Linked DNA regions of Mus musculus: all the other regions are linked to region 7. Evidence: chromatin contacts called from public HiChIP or PLAC-seq data. All regions are on one chromosome and are shown on one strand. Each heading gives the region's core, a stretch centred on a gene start, on an enhancer-like site or on the middle of the called end of the contact. The rest is flanking DNA. Distances are from core to core; before and after follow the strand shown.

Region 1 (2,700 bases), core at 117-2,616, 700 kb after region 7:
AAGGTGGAACACAGAGGCTCAGGTTGTCAAATACCTGGGCAGATGCCATTCCCAGTGTGCAGGAGCGGGCACCAGAAACTGTCTGCCTACAGGGAGGCATTAAAGGGTTCACTGTAGAAATGACAAGATACAGTAAAGCATAGTGCTAATCTTTGGTTTTTATTGAGTGCAGGCAACTCACAAAAATCCACTGATGAGCAAATATCATGCATGAGTTTTTTTCCTGAGTTTAATATAACTGAGCAGTGACTATTTTTTTGCTTGTTTACATTTATGTATTTTAGATCCGTCTGTCTGTCTATCTATCTTCCCCATGTGTGTGTGTGAGTGAGTGTGTGTGTATATATGTTCATATATACTATTCCATGCTTGTGTGTGGTTCAGAGGACAATGCCAGGGGACTGACTGATACTCCTTGCACCACACATTATCCAGGGATGAAATAACGCCAGATTAGCCTTGACCTTAAGCTCCTTAACCCAGTGAGCCATCTTACCATATTATCACAATTCCTGTGGCCATTTCATGGGTCTCAGTACCAAGACTGATTGCTCACACTTTGAATTCAGGTTGCTTTAGTTATTCTGAAGCCTGTGGGTTCCATATAAATGTACACTTACCCATCTATGTTTGCCCTCCCACCACCAGTGAATAAGGTGTCTCTTTTCCCCACATTTCTACCAGTGTTTGTTGCCATTTCTTTTCTTGATGATTGATGCTCTCAGTGGGAAGAGATGGGCACTCAAAGTGATCTTCATTTGCATCCACACAATGGCTAAGCATGCTGAACATTTCAATTTTGTCTGCTCATTTTGGTTTCTTCTTTTAAGAAGTCTCTGTTCAGTCTATCGGCCCATTTATTGTTTGGAAGTTTTATTTTGTGGAAGTAAGTTTTCAGTGGCTCCTGTAGTAGTTTGAATGAGAGATAGCCTGCGTATTTGAATACTTGGTACTGAGTTAGAGGTACTGTTTGAGGAGGTAGTAGGACTCTCAGGAGGTTCAACTTTACTGGAAGGAATGCATCATGGCTAGACATTGAGGTTTTATAGCCTCCCTACTCTCTCTCTCTCTCTGCCTCTCTTCCCCTTCCCCCCATTAGACTGTTTGTCTGTCTCTCTCCTCCCTCCTCCTTCTCTTCTCACTTCCTGTGTGTGGAAGAAAATGTCATCAGCCAGTTTCCTGCTCCCACCTCCATGCAGCTCTGCTGCTAAGATGGACTCCATCTCTCTAGAATTGTAAGTTAAAATAAACATTTTATTCCCTGAGTTGCTTTTGGTCCTGGCATTTTTATCACAGCAACCACAAAAGTGATGCAGCTCCCAGTCTCCCAGCTTGCACTGTATTACGTTTATTTTCAATCTCAGGAATGTAGGGCTGACCCGAGAGATCAGAAAAACAATGAAAGTAGTCATAGGCCAGTTCCTACTCAATAGCGTTAAGAAATCCAATCACTTGAGATTCGAGACACCAACATTTGACTCATTTATAAATCTAAGAATAGCTAAAATCTTGTCCAAAAGATTAGTCAAAACTGTCACCCTGTGGATGGAAACTCTCTTGTTGTTTTTTTTCTTCCCCAGGTAGAGGAAGGACAGGTGCCCTTCCTGGGTTATAATGCAGGCTGGGTTCACTCCTGTAAGAGAACTAGCCTATGGCTGTAATGGCCTCCCGTTGATGACTCATCCTGCCATAAAGTTGGATTTGTTTATTCTGGAGACTCATATTGTCATCCCAGCCCTGGGGTAATTTAAGCTCCTAAGAGCTTGTAAATAGATGGTTAAGGTGCCAAGGAAAGTAATTGGATGAGTATACTTCTCCCTCGAGTTACAGCCAGACTGTGGTATGTGGGCTCTGTGACGTCATGTGTCTGATGTGACGTATCACATGCTTCTGTGATTTCCCGATTCTTCTATCATCAGACCCATTCAACCGGTCCCCTCTCCTGTTACAAGCCCAACCCAGATGTTCCCAACAATATTGCTCATTCCTATCCTTTCCTGGTCATAAGCTGCTGCTTTCAGCTTTCTGTTTCTCTCAGAGATCTCTAGAGATCTCCAAATAGAACAAATTTCTTTTGTGTTGGTTTAAATGAGATATATCCTTCACAGGCTCATGAACTTGAACAATCAATCTCCAGTTGGTGGTTCTGTTTGGGGGAAGTTAAGGAACCATTAGGAGGTGGGGTTTTGCTGGAGGAAACACATCACTTGGGACGGTAGTGGAGACTTATAGCCAGATTCTACTTCCTGTCCCCCCTTTCTCTGCTTCCTTTGTGTAGATAAAATATGAGAACTCTGCTCCTGACAGGCAGGCTGGCCGCATACTCCTCTACCATGCCTTCCTATGTCCACTGGAACTACGAGCCAAAAATGGATCCATTTTTTTTTCTTAACTTGCTTCTGTCAAGAAGTTTATCACAGCAACAGAAAAGTAACTACCACAGATCCGTAATGACATCGAAGCCAACTGCAGACTCAGTCTGTGGGCCTGTGTCCAATCCTGACCGTCAGTCATGAGTCTCAGCAGCCTCCTGCTGAAACGAATGTTAAGGAGAAGAAGCATAGATGGAAACAGCAGGTGAACGTCTCTACAACCTAAGAGATGCCTTACAGACTTCCGACCGTGCATTGCTATTGCTGATGATCTGTAGTCAGTTCATGTGACAAGAAGCATGTAGCCCTTAGAGTGAAAAGACCAAGG
Region 2 (2,700 bases), core at 116-2,615, 570 kb after region 7:
CCAAGTTCTCTTTCTCTTGACATAGTCATTCTGTTGGGTCTCAGGGAGAAACTACTAGGAGAGGTTGGGTTAGAGATTGGAAGGGGGTTAAGTGCATGACAGTTGCAGGGACAAAGCTGTTAAATCATTCAGGCTTCTTGGCTCTGCAGGGATAATCTCTATATACTGTGTGGAAGTATAACCTGTCAATAACATGCCTATGGCCTATAGGAGAGAGGAGACTAGAAAGCAGGACATCCAGCAAGGAGCAAAGAACTGTGGGAAAGAGTCTAGCATAGGCGATTCCCCACCCAGAGGAAGTTGGATGTACGAAACTCAGGAGAGGTAGCTAGCCATGCGGCAGGCAAAGAATAGTACAAACAGGTTAGTCGAAGTTAGGAGCTAGTTGGGGAGACAGCCTAGCTTATGCCTAGGAATTTAATAAACAATATAGCCTCCGAGTAGTTATTGGGGAACTGGGTCACGGGAGGAAAAACCTGTAGTTACACATCTCTCTCAGGGAGTCCAGACTCCGGCATCATTTATTTCCTGGAGAGCTCATTTGTCCAGTTGCCGTGATCTAGTGACATTAGTGGCCTCTCAACAAGCTGTGAATGAGGAGAAACCACACATACACACACACACACACACACACACACACACACACACGCGCGCGCGGCCTCTGGAAATTATGGTGCTCTTCACAATGGGATTTTCCCGAAGCCTCAGGTTTACATCTGTGAATATCAGCGTTTCAGTTTTTAACCTGTATTTCACCAGTGTCAACAGACGGGATACCTCTTCCCGTTCCTGTTCCTTTTATGCTGATCTACGGGACCCTATGCTCGCTCCCCTGTATATTCTTTGCTCTGTGACCCGCTCTCTCGTTCAGTAATGCTTTTTTTTTTTTTTTTTTTTTTTTTTTTTTTTTTACTCTGTGTAATCTTACACATCAATTCCTAATAAAAGTCTTGAAGACAACTCTATGACTTTGGCTTATATCACCTAAGCTTTGGGGGAGTTTGTTTCGTTTTTTTTTTTTTTTTTTTTAAATTGAAGTGGTAGGACTGGAAGGGTGAGCTTCATGTAGCTATCAGATTTGAAAACCTGAGTTTAGAATATCAAAAACTTCTAAACTGAGGCGTGGGCAGCTGCAGTTAACCCTCCATTTCCAAAAGGGAGGCCGTGGATAATGAGGGCTAGCTCTGAGGTTGAACTCAGATGTTGACAAACTAGGAGAGGTTCTTGTTCTGTGGAATGTGAAAGATCACCTTTTCCCTTGAACTTCCTGCTTTCTTATCTGCAGAATGCAGCTGGGAGAATACACCCAGGCATTGTTGTGAAGATCTAAAGGGCTTTAGTCAGAGTCATCTGTGAGTCTCTCATCTGCTAAACCCTAAGCCAGCTAAAGGCAGGAAATTCTATACCCTCGGATGATACCATATTATACAACTAGCAAGACATCCACCAATCAGACTGCACCTTGGCCTAATCAAAGTAAACACTCTGAAGAGCCAAAGTGGTCCCAGCAGACTATTCATGCCCACAGGCCTCTTCCAAAGGAACCAGTGGGCCTTCTCTCGCACGCACAGATACCTACAGTGAATTTAAAACACTGTTTGATGAACCAGGGAGATGCCTCACTGGGAAAAGTACAAACGGGAGGACCTAAGAACCTGTCTAAGGCTGGACAAAGCATCTGTAGTCTAGACTTTCCCACAGAGAGGTGGAAGATGGAGACAGGAGAACCTCTGGAAGTTCCTTGGCAAATTAGCTTGGCATGTGCTGATCAATGGTACACAACAAAGAGACTCTGTGTTAAGGTGGACCCCAAAGACTGACACTTGGGGGTTTTTTTGGTTTTTTTTTTGTTTTTGTTTTTGTTTTTTGGTTTTTCAAGACAGGGGGTTTCTCTGTGTAGCTCTGGCTGTCCTGGAACTCACTCTGTAGACCAGGCTGGCCTCGAACTCAGAAATCCGCCTGCCTCTGCCTCCAGAGTGCTGGGATTAAAGGCGTGTGCCACCACGCCCGGCTTTGTTTTGTTTTTTGTTTTCTGATTACACACACACACACACACACACACACACACACACACACTCTCTCTCTCACTCATATATCTGCTTTGTAAAGTTTTACTTCATCCACATTTTCAATTACAGAAGCAGTCCCACTGTAGAGTAAGTGTTATCTCCTTTCCCTAAGTTTTCTTGGGGCCATGTGATCCAACCTTGCCCTACTTGACTCCATAGCCAAATACCTTTTATTTTTCAGAGCTCAGTCCCACGTGCTGGTCCCAGAACACTCACAGCCTCTTTTATTTTATTTATTTATTTTTTTTGCCTGAGTTACAGATTCATTAACCCAGACTTTTTAAAAAATGTTATTATTAGAACTTTAATCACCCATGTCCTCCTTTCAAGTTCTTGCTAAAATTAATTTCTGGCAATAATAATTATGTCAGTCAGGGGCCAGCCAAATATACCCGTGGCCCCTGGGCCAAATCAAGATGGGAGTTTCCAGCCATAATCTATTTTTTGGCTCATAATGGTTGTGCCACTTTGCCCACCTGCTCCCTTCTCTCTGTCCCGCAGCAGGTGAAGTATTAGATGGGCCAACTCATCTGCTGTGGCTAGACTCTGTAAATTATATCTTAGTGAACTCAGAGACAACAATGAGATAGTAAATAAATCAGGTCTAAGTCAAGGGCAGACATCAAAATGG
Region 3 (2,823 bases), core at 265-2,764, 610 kb after region 7:
CTATCTTCAGGGTCCAGGAATCAAACTCAGGCACTCACACATGTGTAGCATGCCCTTCCCTGCTGAGCCGTCTCACTTGACTTCTGACTTACGCTTGAGGCTTGCTCTTTCACTGAACCCTAGGCTACATTGAACACTTGGGCTACATTGCTTGGACCGTGAGATCCCTTCTAAGATTTTGTCTCCCCAGCCAACCCCTGAGGTGTGTACCTATACCTGGCTTTCACGTGGTTGCCAAGGAGTGCAAACTCACGTCCTCATGCCTCTTCTGCTTGCATTTGACTACTGGGCGGTCTCCCCAGCCCACCTTCCACATCTTCTATAAAACGTTTGGAAAACGTTCTGAGGCCTGAGAACCAGATGCTCCAAAGTTGTCCAAATCATGACCTTGACATTCATCTCCGAGGGACCTCTGCTTTCCTGGTTCTCAGTGAACAGCTTTTCCACACTGTGGAGTGGGATTCCTGGCTGGCTGGGACTGACTGGTGGTGGCTGGTGGCTCTGACATTAACCCTTGAGGTCCATGGACATCATTTTGTGACTCAGCAGGTCCCAGCTCCTTCCTTCCTTCAGCTTTTCTTCCTTACCTTCCCAGAGCTCTTCAGAGCTCTCAAATCTTTCAGATCTGGCCACATGGTGTCTTCCAGGGGTCTTTGCCCATCAAAAGCCATTATCCGTGGTGGCTTTGTTTTGTTAAGGATTGCAGTGTGTGCTGATGTGATGTACAAACTTGGGAACAGAACTCTTGTCAGATAATGGGGTGGAGTGTTCTTTTCTGGAGAAAAGTGGCTATTTCATCTATGGGGAGACAGCTCACTTTCTGGTGCAATGCAGCTTGTAGAACCATCATTTTCTGTTACTGGTTGCTAACTCTGTCCATGTGAACACATGCTTGCACATACAAACACATGCTCCTTTCTGTTAACATGGCCAGATAGTAATGACTTTGGCACTCAGCAGGGACTCCTTGAATGGGGACATCACCTTTACCTGAGCTGTTGTCTCCTGGTAGCTATGCCCTGCCTGATTCTGGTCGCTAGAGCTAGTTGAAGCAGCTCTGAATCATACTTATCAGATTTCAGAAACCCTTCTTGGGTTGCAGTGTGAAAGACTCAGCTGCATGTTGAAACCATAATTTGGTCAAATATGTTATTAGTGTTAATTTTGGCCTGTTTCCCTTTACATTTCAGGGTAGTGACTAGAAAAAATAGTCTTGCCATGTAGTATCCTGCTGACATTTCTATCCAGTGAGGCCAATCTTTGTATAATGATAAGTTATCATTTCTTTCTAAGATGAGAAAATAGAGGCTGAGAGTGGTTCACAGAATCACTTGGAGTCACACCGAAGTCGCCTGAAGTCTAGGCTGACTCCCAGGTCCACAACATTTATGGCTATGGACTTGTAAATTGATTTTTTTTTCTGCCCTCTGTCCCTGAGTTGTGGGAGATGATCTCTCACCCTCTGGAATCTACAGAGAGATAAGAGTGCCTGAGCTGCTCCTGCAGAGCCCCTTGGCTCACACCTGAGTTTATGTTAATGAGATGACTCAGGGGACAAGCTGGTCATCTATCAGAAGGGCCAGCCCTGTGACTGGCCCGGAAGCTTGGAATGTAGCCAGCCTCCGCAGAAGAGGCAAGCTGGACTGAGGATTAAGTTCAGACACGGGGCTGATGATGAATCAAGTCCAGTTGCACCTAGTGAAACATGATCCTGAAGAACACAGAAGCCTGGCCCTCGAAGCTCAGGCAGGCATCCTCCTTGCACACAGGGACATGCCAGCAGGGTAAATAGAGTGTCTTCATTTCACACGACTGAACAGAGAAGTGCACGGTGTGGAATACTAGGGCCTACGTTGTGCAGCTTTCATTTTGCTGGCCCTGGCTTGCATCCTTTATAGTGAAGCCATTAATTAGCACAAACAAAAGTGCTTTCCTGAGTTCAGCGAATCATCCTAGTGGATTCTTGAACCCCGGGTATTATGGGGAAGCAAAGAACTAGTGACAATTTAGTCAGAGGTGTCAGAGGCCTGAGAGACACCACACTTACAACTGGCAGTGAGGCCAACGCTGTTGGGGATTGTGGTGGCTTTCTGTAAGAGTCAATCTTGGAGTCGCTGTCAGAGCTGTGTCAGAGCTGCATTGCAGTATTCTGAGATGAAAGCACCCAGTGTCTGCTTGAAGGCCCTGGTGGTGAGAGAACACCGTAGCACTTGGTAAGATAGCAAGACTTGTTTCCCTAACCCCATTTCCTTGGAGACAAGAGGCAGCCTTCACTCTAGTCTTACAAAATGATGTGGTCTTGGGAAGACTGCTTTAGACTGCAAGGCTTCCAGGTCAGCAGGAAGACCTGTGATATTTCTAGGCCCAAGACCTTCCCACCTTTGGAGGCCCCCTCTATTTCAACTCCTAGGTGTCACCTGAGGGGTGTGGTGGCCCAGCATGCTGGCCTCTTTCTTACAAGAAATTCTTGAATATTGATGTTGAGATTTTGTTCCAGTAAGGAAAGCACTGTGTGGGAAAACCCTAAGTAAGGGATTTGCATTACTTGGTCATTTGCATTGTTAGGATTCATACTTGTGGCGTGTCTCACTTTGTTTCAAAAATATGGTGTCATATCCAACAGCGCCTTTTCTGTGGACACCCCTGTTTGGATATTTTAGCCATGGTCTTGTATGGTTATTTTTGGTCTATTTTGTTTTGCTTTCTCCTTCCTGGCTTAAAATAGACAAGGTCCCCCCACCCCCACCCCCACCTCCAAGGCCATTAGTTTTTAGCTTTGCTCAGACTAGTCCAGTCCAGCAAAGCCTTCTTAGGTCACCAAGC
Region 4 (2,914 bases), core at 278-2,777, 540 kb after region 7:
GAAGAACCCAGGCATGAGGTAGCTTCTCAAAGCCAAAGAAAGTCATTTAATTTTGTCTCTGACACACTGTTTAAGTGATGGTGTGACAGCAGCAGGCTTTAAGAGATGTACACAAAGCATGTTCCACTTTGTTTCATTTGGATACCTCTGCTTCTTCTTCACCAGATCCTGGAGAACGTCAGAGCCCATACCCCAGGCATATAACCGATTCTTCCTAGGAAACACGACAGCAACCTTAAGGTTCCAAACAGTTCAGGCATTAGGATGCCTCCTGAGACATCTATCTGTTTATGCATACATAGGTTTCTGAGTGTGTGTGTGAGTGTGTGAGTGTGTGAGTGTGTGTGTGTGTGTGTGTGTGTGTGTGTGTGTGTGTGTGTGTGTGTAGAGGCATGAGGACAACCTCTGAAATGCTATCTGCATCCTTTGAGACACAGTCTTCCACATTGAGTAGACCAGGCTGGCTAGCCAGTGAGCCCCAGCAAGCCTACTGCCTCTGCCCCCCAAGCAGTAGGCATTCAAACTTGCATCACCACGCCTCACATTTTTTAAATACAGTCTGAGGATCAAACTCAGATTCTTCTTCCAAGGCAAGAGTCTTACTGATTGAGTTATTCCCTCTGCCATTCCCAGGCTTTATTTTCATGTGATCAGTTTTGTAGCTTTAAGCGGTTACCGTGGTCTGTTTCCAGAACTTTCTGTCTTCCCAAACTGAAACTTGGAATCCCTTATACAAGCTCACTGTTCCCTTTCTCTCCTCCCCAGCTCTGGACACCAGCATTTTATTCCTGTCCTGCTATGGGTCCCTCGGGTATGTGGAATCATAGTCTGTGCTTCTTCTATAGTCTACTATAGTCTGGGGCTTCTTAGCCAAGGTCCTTCAGATTTTGTCACATAGACTCAGAGTTGTTCTTGGTGGGGTGAGGGTTAGGAATTCCTTTTTGATAAGTTAGTTCACCATTAAGCTAGTAAGTTTTTATGAACGTTTTTACTGTACATTTAGAAGGGAGATAGGAAGGTGACGCAGAAAACAGAAAAATTTTAAAACAACATCATTGTCCCCAATGTTAAACTTCTAATTTTGAAGATCTGGAAACAAAATGAACACATCCAAAATAGTAAATATCATGCACACACATGTCAACACACACACACAAATACACGCAGACCTCTGACCTTATTGCTTTCTGCAGTCAGTGCGAAAAACTTTGGAACAGGTGGTACAAAATCAATCCTGAAAAATCTAATTCATCTGAGGCAAATCCGAGTGCATTTGGGGACACAGTATTTAGGGAATTGACTTTTGAGGAGTGGCTTAGGAGACATTTTCCTTTTTAAAAACATCTAAATAAATGTTAATTATCCGGGGAATTTTTTCCTGCATGGAAGCAGGAACTAGTTTACACATCTCCTCTCTTTCCACGTGCCTCCTCACTTGCCACAGTTCATTGAATCCTGCTAGATGCAGTCAGCTATTCGCCATCTGTACCGAACAGCTGCAGTTTCCTTCCTATGCAAGCAGAACATTCTATTATCGAGAAATTGGCATATTGTGCCCGACGCTTGCTCTCTTCGCATCTTCCTGCACAGTGAGGCTAATCAGGGGAGAGGGAGCAGTCACGTGTCCCAGCTCCTGGCTAGGTCAGGTAAACACAAGCGACATCATGGCCGTCTCCCTCGCCAAGTTAACTTCTCCAAGTGCTCAAAGCCCTTCGATGAGACATCTGTGCCCAATGATACTGATGAATAGAGAAAGATATATAAATAGCCACAGGACTTCCTGTTAAATGTATTGCATTCAGTGTAAATATTTATGTCCCTTCCTTCTGAAATATTCTGAAAATGAGGGTAGAAAATTGTAAATCAATAAGGAGATGAGGACGTGAAGGGTGACTTCACTAACAGGAAATGTTGACAGAGTCGGAATCTTGAAAGGGAAGGATAAGTGGGAATGAATTCTTCAGAGCCCAGAGAGGCTGCTGGGGAGACAGCTACAAGCAAGAAGTCAATAAGGACTGCAGAGCTCTGGAATGATGCTGGGAGTGGAGTCAGTAGGTATCCTGAGACTAAAGGAAGGAAGGAAGGGTTAGGTGAAAATCTGCTCAGTCAGTAAACGCTTGCTTCAAAATCGTAAGCACTGGAGTTCAAGGAAAGACCTTGCAGAAGAAAAGCAAAGGAGAAAGTAGTTAAGGAATACACTTGACCTCTACCTTTGGTGTCATGTATACACACACATGTACACACACATACACACAGAAAGGAACCTGTATACATGGAGACACACAAACACATGCACACACAAAGGAACATATACACATGCCCACATGTAAAAGACCATACACACATGTGTATATACAAAGGAACACATACACACACAGGCACTCACCCTCCAAAAGCATCTGTGTTAGCAGCAGGAAGAATTCTAATTTACTCCTCCTTTACCAGCTGATAAACTCTTCTCTACCTGGTCAGGAGACTGGAGTCTTTCTGTGAAGAATTTTACCCCATCTGACTCCCACCCATGGCAGTACCTAGGCACAGCCGAGGGTGGGGTGACAATGTCAGGCTTGAAACACGACCGACAAGTATGTGTTTAATCCTGGAGAGCCACTCAGACCAACAAGCTGCCCTTCGTATAAAGAAAGCTGGTAAACACTGGCCTGTGGGTTCCTGTGGAGTGGCAGATATCATCTGACCAGACTCTAAGAACGCTTATGGAGAGACAAGCAATACAAACATCCAATCCCTCGTCTCCAGTCCTGAATCCTATCCACTAGCTCCCCTTCTGTGATATCCCTAAGATTATTCCCTGGACTATAAAATCTATGATGGAAAAAGAAACTAAGTCCCCATATTTCTATCTTCTCTGAGTAATCTTGCTTATTTACATCATCTGGGCTTGTCCTGTTCTCCC
Region 5 (2,700 bases), core at 75-2,574, 750 kb after region 7:
ACCAGTCTCTGGTGTTCTCTGGGTTTCTAGATGCAGTTAATTGAGGTGGGAAGACCGCCTCTAAACGCAGCCAGCTTCATTTCAGGGGTGGAGAACTCAGGCTGCAGAGAAAGGAAAAACTGAGCAGACCCCCAGCATTCCTCTCTCCGCCTCCTGACAGGGGCCACAATGCCACCAGCCGCCTCACACTCGGAGGCTAAGCCTTCTGTGCCATATGGGACTGTACTCCCAAATTGCCAAAATCCCTTCTTTCTCAGATTGCTTTTATCTGGTATTTTGTCATCATAGCAAGAAAAAGATAACTAACAAGGGGATTCTGGGGGGGGACCTCAATTCTGATTTCAAAATATTTCTATGACTAGGAATGGAGAGAAAAGGGGTCCTTTCCAGGAGAGTCACTGTGGATCCTCCCTAGGTTGCTAAGGGGGTTCCATCCCCTGGAAGACATCACAAGAGTGACTCGTGTCAGCTGAAGAAGTGTAGCCACGGAAGGCTCAGAGGACCATAAGGCTGGGGCTTGACAAGTCACTGTCTGGGTCCATTCATGCAGCTGGAGAAAAACAATCTCTTGAGTGTAGGTATTTTATAAGGAACTTCTTGCAGTCTCGGCGACTGAAAGGCCAAGATGATTTATCTCACTTATATCAGATCGGCTTCCTAGAATGTTTTATACTCTGAAATAGAAGCCAAGACCCAAATTACTTATTTTATCCATCAAATTGTTGTCCCTCTTTCATTTGGCTCATGTGTCAATTCAACGGAATGAGATAAGCATCGAGAGCCACGCAGTCAACACTGATACACAAGGGAGAGGGCCAGTGTACTGCAGAAAGTGTCTCGCACCAAGAAACACGCAGCACAAGCCAGACTCTCCACGTGGGTCATCCTGACTGCATTCCAATGAGATAGAGGCCTCTTCCTTTTCTCTTGGCACTGCACACAAAGGAAAGCCATCCAAGAGGCGTCAGGGTTTTCTTGACATTACAGTTGGTATAAGACAGACTTATCATTAGCCTGGGTTCCAACACTGAAAGTAACATCAGCCAGTGTTATTGCTGCTTAATTCTGCTGATGAAGAAAGCAAAGGCTGCCTAGAGCTGAGTATGTTTGCAGGTGTGTGCACACTAGAACTGGCACCCCCACCCCCTTCCAGGGCGCTAGATGGGAAAAATGAACCCTGTAGCCCTGGCTGAGAAGCTGCAGAGGCGACGAGGGGGAATCTACACTGCAGACAGTTAATTAGGACTCTTAACCATGGAACACTAAAGAACAAGACCTTCTCAGAGCTTGCCGCTGCGAGACTGGGTTATTCTTGGCAGAAGGAAGGCAGGCGAGGTTTTGGTGCAGTGTTGGGTCTGAGCCGAAGCTCATGGTTAGGAAAGGCTGCTCAGCTTGTTAGTGGCCATATTAGCCTGCATTGGAGGCTGCCTGCTTACAGCTCATAAAGTTACTGGGGGCTCGAGAGATGGTTGTGTGGGTAAAGTGTTTGCAAGGCATGAGGATCTGAGGTTGGATTCCCCAGAACTCATGTGAGAAAGCAAGGTGTTGGCACATGCTTATGATCCTTGGATCAAGGAGGCAGAGACAGGCAGAGTCCACCCAGCCTAGCCTACTTGGCAAGTTCCTGGCCAATGAAAGACCCTGTCTCAAACACCAAGAAAGAATGATATCCATGATCCCACATCATTCTGTTCCTTCAGGAGCATCTTTCCCTGGCCTGCTAAGCTCCTTCTTAGCTTTTGAACTCGGGATAGACTTTGTTCTACATCCATAATGGGCACACACACACACACACTAACATACATGAACACACATATATACACACACACAAACACACACACACAGATTCAGACATGCACACACACACACACACATAGCATCAAAGCAACTTGCCTTTCTTTGTAATCCTTGTACTGCATTATAGTGATCTACATAGATCTTAACTATATATGTTTGTTTGTGACTCATTCAACAAACATTTATTGAAACCTTAATCTATACACAGAGTTACAAGGCTATGGAGAAATCAGGACAAAAGCAGCAGCAGACAAACAGGTAGATGGAACAGAGGAAGCAGGACAACTCAGAAATGTTGGTCTGATGTGCAGCACACGTGCAATGCAAACTAGGGCACTTAGGCTCCGCATGTGAGACACCAAGCATCTATTCTGAAACAGAAGATCCCACCTCTCCCCAGTCTCTGGAAATCAAAATCCTTTGATAATGTTCAATGCAGTGCAATCTTCTTCCACTTGTGGAGGACAGTAACACACTTCACTGTGGGAAAACCGATGTGTGTGGCTTCAGAACGCTGCCTCAGAAAACCCGGGGGTTTAAACGTGCATGATGCCAGCAGATTATGTTTCTAAATGTGAAAACAGATGCTGTGTTCTAAGGTCTCTCTGACTTCACGAACATCAGAGAGGAGATGCTGGGGCCTTCCTGCACTGCATTCCATTGCGGGCTCTGTTCTGTTGCACTGGGCACATTGCAGCTTACTAGTCCTGTGGAAGGGGCCGACGTGCCCATCAGTTTACACCCTTCACCTGTCACATCACTGGTATTCAATGTATGCATTTTATAAATGAGTGAGCAAAGGACTAACAGAAAAGATGTGGGAATAGAAATAAAGTAATCTTTTCTATATAGAGGAAAAATTTATAGCCAATCTCCAAGGCTGGTTAGGTATCTCTAGAATTC
Region 6 (2,955 bases), core at 185-2,684, 820 kb after region 7:
TACTTGCAAACGACCTTGCTCTAGCTAATCCTTCACCAAGACTCTCTTCCTGGATGGTCCCAGGTTGTGTCAAGTTGACAGTTAGAACTAACCATCAAAGTTCCTCAGACATTCACTATGGGCCAGCCAAAGTTGATCATAACAATTTCTGTTCACTGTTTCCTGCCTTGTGTCAAGTGGGTTGCATATGTTGTCATTACCTGCAACAAAGCCACAAAGTGTAATCTCTCTTCATTTCGCTCGGGATGAACGGAGCCCACGGGGACAAGGTAGGGTTTGGGTTTTGAGTTCCTCTACTATGCATGTTTTTCCTTTTCTACTTTTTTAACTTCTAAAAGACACACAGCCACCTCTATTTGTAAGAACACCGTTGAGTGACGTCACACACTTAGAAGGTCTCATGTGTCACTATCCTGCACCTTTACAACCTTTGTCTCTCATAAATCCAAACCCCGACACCACTAAACAGGAACCACCCTTTCTGTTCTCCTCCTAGGCCCCCAGGAGGCACGCACAGCGTATTACAAATTTCCCTTGCTCTCAGAAGCTGAATAACGCTTGGCTTTCTTTATCTGCCCATCTATCAGTTTGTACTTGAGTCGAGTCTGTGGTGTTTTTAGCTATGCGAAACACTGATGTAGAAATGTTCCCCTGAGAGCCTGTTTCCGGTCCTTTTTAGAATGGACTCAGATGCTCCACTGTTCGAACCCTAGAGCCTCCTCACTGGCCCTTTGCTTTGCTGCTGTCAAGATCTTTTCTTTGCTGCCCAGGTTTCCTTTCTTGTCCTACTTTAGTTCCCTGCAGGATAAAATTCTGTTTGCCCCATAAGTCTCTCTGGTTGGCTCTTAGTTCAGTCCCTTGCACACAGTAGGCACTCAATAACTAATGACTAACTAGATAAATGCTCACTGTATCCCTGGTGCAAAGTCTTATGGTGGTAGGAGACACACATGACCTCGAGTCTGAAGATGGTGGAGAGTTTAGAAGAAGCTTGCTAAACAAAGGAAGCCCTCCTGTCTTCTAGAATAGGAAGTATACAGGGCTCTATACTTCCTGGGGCTTCTTCCAAGACCCCATGGCACCTGGATCAAGAGTCAAGACTGAGCATGCTGGAGAGTTGTCCAAGCTAGGTCAACTCCAATTTGGCAGAAATAGGCCTACAGCTTTTTCTCTGGGGTTCTTTCTCCCAACATCACACATGGATGCTAATTAGTCAGGCACGCCTTGATGCAGAACACTTGTGACCCAGGGAATTGGAGGGAGAAGCTGAAAGGGCAGCTGTGAAACAGCAGGGGCAAGGGAAGGGGAAGGGGAAGAGACTAGAAGCTGCTCTCCAGAAATAAATGCAAGTGAAATCAGGTCCAGTGAGAAGCAACTGGAGAAACAAGCCTGGTAGTCTCACAGCTGGGTGCCTTTGCTTAAAATACCCAGCCCTCACTTTAGGAAAGTCCCTTCCACACAGGAACATGCTGTGCTGAGAGATCTCAGAGGCTGAACCCCCTAGTGAAATGCTGACTTCAACTTTCGTTTTCACCCTGACAGGCACAGAAGTAACTTCTAAGCAAGGGCCTTGATTGTCATAAATTCACACCAGGTTGTGGTGCTGGCTTCTGTCTCACAGATGGGGAAACTGAGGCCCGGCTTAATGTAGCAATCTGCTTTCCTAGCATTCTCGGTATTTCCATCCAGATCAGGGCTCTGGATTTGGACTGTGTTCCCTGGGAAATGACCAGCGTGGTCTCCATGGTGCTGCAAACACACCCATTGAGTGGCTGCCTGGTGGCTTAGCGTGGCAGATGCGTGCTCTTCTCCCAGATCTGCCCTGGCATCCCTGGTATTTCCTGTAGATACCATCAAGAGGACATGCCATAGGCTTTGGTTTCAAAGACCAATGAAATAGGACGTGACCCATCGCCATGACTCACTTTTAGGGACTTTCTCCTGAGGAGAGCCACACAAATAGCCTGGTGACAGACTCTACTCATGTTGGTAGAGCACACACCCTGCTTCCCAATGGCTGGAAGGCAGCTGCACTAATGAACACACATTCATTAACAGAACGCAGCACTGTAAAGGCCCGTGAGGATTAAAGTGCTCTGGTGCCAGCTGTCATTCACTTACTGCTTCGTGAGGGATGCATCAGAATGCTATCCATGTAAGAGGAATTGCACACAGATCCTATTCCAGTCTGCCTATAGTCTAGCGAATGCCATTATCCGATTGGAAGTAACAGTTTGCTCAAAGTGAAGCAACACAGTTGCAAAGTCACAACAGAAGACACATTCCTACTTGGTCCAGCTGGCATCTACCTGCTCACAGGCCCCAGGGACCAGGCTTCTTTCTCATCCAAATCCCTGCCTTTCAATCACACAGGCCCCATCTACTGTCTGTCTCACCTCCCTGCCCCGTGTCAAGACCTCTTCCCAAGTCATCATCAGACCCACGGGCCTCACACGTCCCTCTCGGCTCCTGCTCACGCATGCTGTGTTAGTGACAGGGTATCATCAGTCTGACCGAGAAGCTGACTCTGAGTGTCCAGGTCTGTGAGAATGCCTGATTTCCCTTCCCTGTGAGGTACAGTCCTACAGATTTCAATAAGATGTATCATGGCCACACCTGGGGTCCAGCATGGTGGCAGCACCTCTTTGGTATTGTCCTTCATGGCCACATCTCTCCTGTACCTGCAGTTCACGACTGTCACTGTTCTCATAGCACGTTACAGCTTGAGACTGGCTCCTTTTACCCCCAGCATTTATGTGCAGTGCAGGCTGCCTTCTTTCTACTGAAGGACATTTGAGTTGTATACAGCTACCTCGAACATATTGGTTATGCAAACATACCTTTTCATGCTCGCAGGCCTGAGATACCTAGAGAGTGTGTTTAATTTTATAAAGCCATCACCACAGTTTACAAGTCCAGCAATGATGGATGTGGGTTCCTCCTACATCTCACCCC
Region 7 (2,952 bases), core at 342-2,841:
AAGACTGCTGGTGACTTTTCTCCTCCAGAGACTGGCACAGGACCTCTGGCCTGGGTAAGCTAAGCCAGCAGAGTTCCCTGGCCAGCTCGGGTTGTTTCTCTATGTTGTGCATCATAAGGGAGAGGTACCTTCGGTAATGGGGTCTCACCATCTAGTTCTGGAGGGCAACCAAGAGCAATGGCAGCAGCCTGTGTTGTGCCGGGTGCCTCTGGGGGCCCCCTTAACCATAACTCACAGGGAGGGATTGCCTGCCTGGCTCTGAGATCATTATTTATAACTTACGTCTTCTGGGGGCAGCGTTATTCACCCATGCAGAATCCTCCTGATATATATATATCCCCAAACAGCGCCACCTACTGGGACCAAACGTTTAAATACACGAGACTATGGGGATCATTTTACATTCAAGCTTGGGAACCTGAGCTCCAGACCCAGGGTTTTCAATCAGGGGTGGTTTTGCACCTCCCAGCCCAGGGAAACAATGGCAATACCTGCAGACACTTTGATAGTTGTAACAGGATGGAGTCGGGGGTTGGGGTTGCGACTGGCATTTCCTCAGCAAAAGATAGGGGTACTGTTAGATGCTTGTGGTGAGCAGACAGCTTCACAGTAACACAGACCGCTTTGACCCAGTGGTGCCAAGGTCAAGAAATCTCAGTCTCTACATATCTGTAAGGCACTGGAAGTCTGGAGCTGGCAGTGCTGAACCAGCTCGGGCTTCATGCAGCGACAGAGCATCAGCAAGGGCTGTAGAGGCCGCCTGTCCAGAAGCCTATCTATTCTCTTTTGTTTTTTCTCTCATGATCATGTATTTTTTAAATTTCCTTTGATAGCAGTGCCATACATGTGGAGACCAGAGGATGCATTTGAACTGATAAGGACTAGGTAGAACTGAAGGGCTAGATGGAATGTTAAGGCCTAGGTATAACGTTAAGCCTAAGTAACTCTTACGTGGCTAGCCTGCCATTTTGCGCTGTTACTAGTATTATAAGGAAACTTCCTTATGTGCAAGTTGATTGCATATTCTCTTAAATTCTTTGCTCTTGGAAACTGAGCACAACAGAGGTTAGTTAGAACTGCTCTGTATAGTTAGCCAAAATGAGCTTTGACCCAAATCAGCCAATCAGCAGCACTTCCTGCATATGTGTATAAGCTTGTATGGTATCTGCTTTTATAAGCTGCCCCTGGTGTGAGCCTGAGCATAAGAGAGACATCTGCATCTATTAGAAATAAGACTTCTATTTTGAGTAAGTGTTGAGAGGCTACCGTGGAAAACACCTTCTACCTCTTTCTTGCACGTGAAGAGCAGAGTACTGGGAGAATATTCTTGTACTCCAAGTTCAGAGACCATGGTCAGGAAGGCTAAATAAAGACAAGAGGGCCACCTCTCTCCGTGTCTGTGCTGGGGACACCTGGAGACCACATCGGCTTCTCTGCCTTGAGTTCATCATTTGTAAGCAACAGCTGCTAAGGAGAAAGGGTGGGGCAGGGCTGGCAAGTGAAGAACTCGCCCAGCTTCCTTGTTGGTGACACAGTCGTCGCTTGTTTACATTAAAGATAAAAAGGGCACAGCACAAGACTGCCAGGCAAAGTCTGGTGAGTAAGTAGAGAAGAATTCGGAGAAAACTTTCCTTACAAGAGGACCTCGTTGTCCTCTTGGCTGCAGTTAAGTGAGTAGTCAGTAGGTGGCGCTAGGTCACCACATAAGAGATTGCCTGCCCTGGCTGCAAATCAGTCTTGGAGCTCACACACTCCTCCTGAGAGAGGAAAATAGAGTAACAGGAGAGATTTAGTTCTTAAAATAAGTCAGCAGCCTAGTGAAGCAAGCACGACCACGGCAGGTACATTTTCTTGCTTGAACTGGCGGAGAAGGACGTTTGCTGCCAGGGGCTCTGGTTGCAGATTCCAAAGGATCAAAACACAAACGTAGATGAAGTCTCTCAGCAGGCCTGGCTTCACAGGTGAATCTGAGCCATCTGGTGCTGGCCGTACCGGCCCTAAGAATGCGATCCAGCAGGGACAGTATTCTGTGGTGACAGTTCAGAGGGAAGGGCTTTGTCACCCAGGCCCCTGTTTTCGCTGTCAGTGCTGATGCTGGGACCCCAGCTTGCGACCGTTTAGTAGACTTAAAGATTTAACGTGATCAGGCTATTTCTGGATAATGGTTTCTGCTTCCTTGCCTGGGGACTGAGCAAAAGACTCAAGAAAAAGGACCCCGAATAGCAGGTTGAAATGGTGCAGAAGAGTCTCCCCGATATTGAGAACTATGTTCCTGGAAAATGGGGCAGAGCAGGTTCTGGTATTTTGAGAGAGTCAAATACCCGATCATTATAGCACAGATTTGACAGAAAGAAAGGGGAGGAGAAAGATGGCGGGCTAAAGACACAGCAGGGTGGTAGGAATATATCAATTATACATAGTAACATAATAATATATTAATTATACATAATAGTTTCACTGTATTTCCATACACACATCTAAAGCATCTGCTATATTCACTCTCTCTTGTTCCCACCCCATCCAACCTGGTCCCCTCCCTCTTCCTAACACCCACTCCCCCCTTTCAACTTTCATGTTGTTTTTTGTTGCCGTTGGCCCGGTGCATTTCACTAGGATGCTTAGAGGATGAAAGGTTGTTTACTGGAACACAGGCAACTTAGTGTTGGTCACACCACTGAAGAAAGTGTTTTCCCTTCCCCCAGTAGCCATGAGCTGCTCAGAGCTCCTCAGAGAGGAGTTGGGTCTCTAGAGCCCCTCTTCCCTCCTAAGATGCTGATGGCCTTGTCCGGTGTAGGTCATCACAACGGCTGTGAGCTCAGACATGTAATTACCATGTCGTGCCTAGAAGACAGTGCTCCCAAGCAAAGAATTTTGTTTCTTAAATATGTGGGTGACCTTTGGGTGTATATCACTCCCTGTTCCCAGGAGTTTCTGAAGAGCCACTGGTCACAG

The links. HiChIP or PLAC-seq counts read pairs in DNA pulled down with a chosen protein or histone mark.
Region 1: a contact with region 7 is called in an SMC1A HiChIP or PLAC-seq map of the NIH/3T3 cell line, with 17 times the contacts expected there. The contact joins two enhancer-like sites. A contact is called at or near these places in 1 of 15 datasets of contacts at CTCF or cohesin (the NIH/3T3 cell line), 1 of 484 Hi-C or Micro-C datasets (bone marrow-derived macrophages) and 1 of 115 datasets of contacts at active chromatin or transcription factors (fibro-adipogenic progenitors).
Region 2: an HNF4G HiChIP or PLAC-seq map of pancreatic cancer cells shows a contact between it and region 7. The contact joins two enhancer-like sites. A contact is called at or near these places in 15 of 39 promoter capture datasets (the 3T3-L1 cell line, 3T3-L1-derived adipocytes, the HPC-7 cell line and 9 more) and 4 of 115 datasets of contacts at active chromatin or transcription factors (T-cell acute lymphoblastic leukemia, embryonic stem cells, pancreatic cancer cells and 1 more).
Region 3: a FOXA1 HiChIP or PLAC-seq map of pancreatic cancer cells shows a contact between it and region 7. The contact joins two enhancer-like sites. A contact is called at or near these places in 1 of 15 datasets of contacts at CTCF or cohesin (large pre-B cells), 2 of 484 Hi-C or Micro-C datasets (bone marrow-derived macrophages and pancreatic cancer cells), 7 of 115 datasets of contacts at active chromatin or transcription factors (astrocytes, differentiating embryonic stem cells, embryonic stem cells and 3 more) and 2 of 9 other capture datasets (embryonic tail and embryonic trunk).
Region 4: an H3K27ac HiChIP or PLAC-seq map of SST interneurons shows a contact between it and region 7, with 7 times the contacts expected there. The contact joins two enhancer-like sites. A contact is called at or near these places in 2 of 484 Hi-C or Micro-C datasets (bone marrow-derived macrophages and granulocyte-monocyte progenitors) and 2 of 115 datasets of contacts at active chromatin or transcription factors (SST interneurons and embryonic stem cells).
Region 5: a contact with region 7 is called in an H3K27ac HiChIP or PLAC-seq map of SST interneurons, with 9 times the contacts expected there. The contact joins two enhancer-like sites. A contact is called at or near these places in 3 of 15 datasets of contacts at CTCF or cohesin (the NIH/3T3 cell line, hippocampal excitatory neurons and pro-B cells), 6 of 484 Hi-C or Micro-C datasets (bone marrow-derived macrophages, cerebral cortex, cortical neurons and 3 more) and 3 of 115 datasets of contacts at active chromatin or transcription factors (SST interneurons, VIP interneurons and fibro-adipogenic progenitors).
Region 6: a FOXA1 HiChIP or PLAC-seq map of pancreatic cancer cells shows a contact between it and region 7. The contact joins two enhancer-like sites. A contact is called at or near these places in 5 of 15 datasets of contacts at CTCF or cohesin (the NIH/3T3 cell line, embryonic stem cells, large pre-B cells and 2 more), 22 of 484 Hi-C or Micro-C datasets (the C10 cell line, the G1E-ER4 cell line, the HL-1 cell line and 14 more) and 5 of 115 datasets of contacts at active chromatin or transcription factors (SST interneurons, T-cell acute lymphoblastic leukemia, embryonic basal ganglia and 2 more).

The regions. Positions count from the first base shown.
Region 1 is chr1:184,138,970-184,141,669 of GRCm38.p6, forward strand. No RefSeq gene overlaps it. Among named protein-coding and RNA genes, the nearest start is that of Dusp10, 110 kb to the left of the region's middle. Within about 2 kb of position 1,367, at least 48 of the 459 cell types and tissues checked have an H3K27ac peak or open chromatin away from gene starts, as enhancers often do. A contact at or near this core is called in the NIH/3T3 cell line, where this site is marked.
Region 2 is chr1:184,015,231-184,017,930 of GRCm38.p6, forward strand. All of the region lies in intron 2 of Gm39725 (a long non-coding RNA gene), which reads left to right. Among named protein-coding and RNA genes, the nearest start is that of Gm39725, 3.3 kb to the left of the region's middle. Within about 2 kb of position 1,366, at least 52 of the 459 cell types and tissues checked have an H3K27ac peak or open chromatin away from gene starts, as enhancers often do. A contact at or near this core is called in pancreatic cancer cells, where this site is marked.
Region 3 is chr1:184,050,372-184,053,194 of GRCm38.p6, forward strand. The region is part of intron 2 of Dusp10 (dual specificity phosphatase 10); the gene reads left to right. Among named protein-coding and RNA genes, the nearest start is that of Dusp10, 17 kb to the left of the region's middle. Within about 2 kb of position 1,515, at least 114 of the 459 cell types and tissues checked have an H3K27ac peak or open chromatin away from gene starts, as enhancers often do. A contact at or near this core is called in pancreatic cancer cells, where this site is marked.
Region 4 is chr1:183,980,759-183,983,672 of GRCm38.p6, forward strand. No RefSeq gene overlaps it. Among named protein-coding and RNA genes, the nearest start is that of Gm39725, 31 kb to the right of the region's middle. Within about 2 kb of position 1,528, at least 22 of the 459 cell types and tissues checked have an H3K27ac peak or open chromatin away from gene starts, as enhancers often do. A contact at or near this core is called in SST interneurons, where this site is marked.
Region 5 is chr1:184,192,252-184,194,951 of GRCm38.p6, forward strand. No RefSeq gene overlaps it. Among named protein-coding and RNA genes, the nearest start is that of Gm34177, 140 kb to the right of the region's middle. Within about 2 kb of position 1,325, at least 3 of the 459 cell types and tissues checked have an H3K27ac peak or open chromatin away from gene starts, as enhancers often do. A contact at or near this core is called in SST interneurons, where this site is marked.
Region 6 is chr1:184,259,482-184,262,436 of GRCm38.p6, forward strand. No RefSeq gene overlaps it. Among named protein-coding and RNA genes, the nearest start is that of Gm34177, 68 kb to the right of the region's middle. Within about 2 kb of position 1,435, at least 82 of the 459 cell types and tissues checked have an H3K27ac peak or open chromatin away from gene starts, as enhancers often do. A contact at or near this core is called in the HL-1 cell line and pancreatic cancer cells, where this site is marked.
Region 7 is chr1:183,440,605-183,443,556 of GRCm38.p6, forward strand. No RefSeq gene overlaps it. Among named protein-coding and RNA genes, the nearest start is that of Hhipl2, 24 kb to the left of the region's middle. Within about 2 kb of position 1,592, at least 48 of the 459 cell types and tissues checked have an H3K27ac peak or open chromatin away from gene starts, as enhancers often do. A contact at or near this core is called in the HL-1 cell line, the NIH/3T3 cell line, SST interneurons and 1 more, where this site is marked.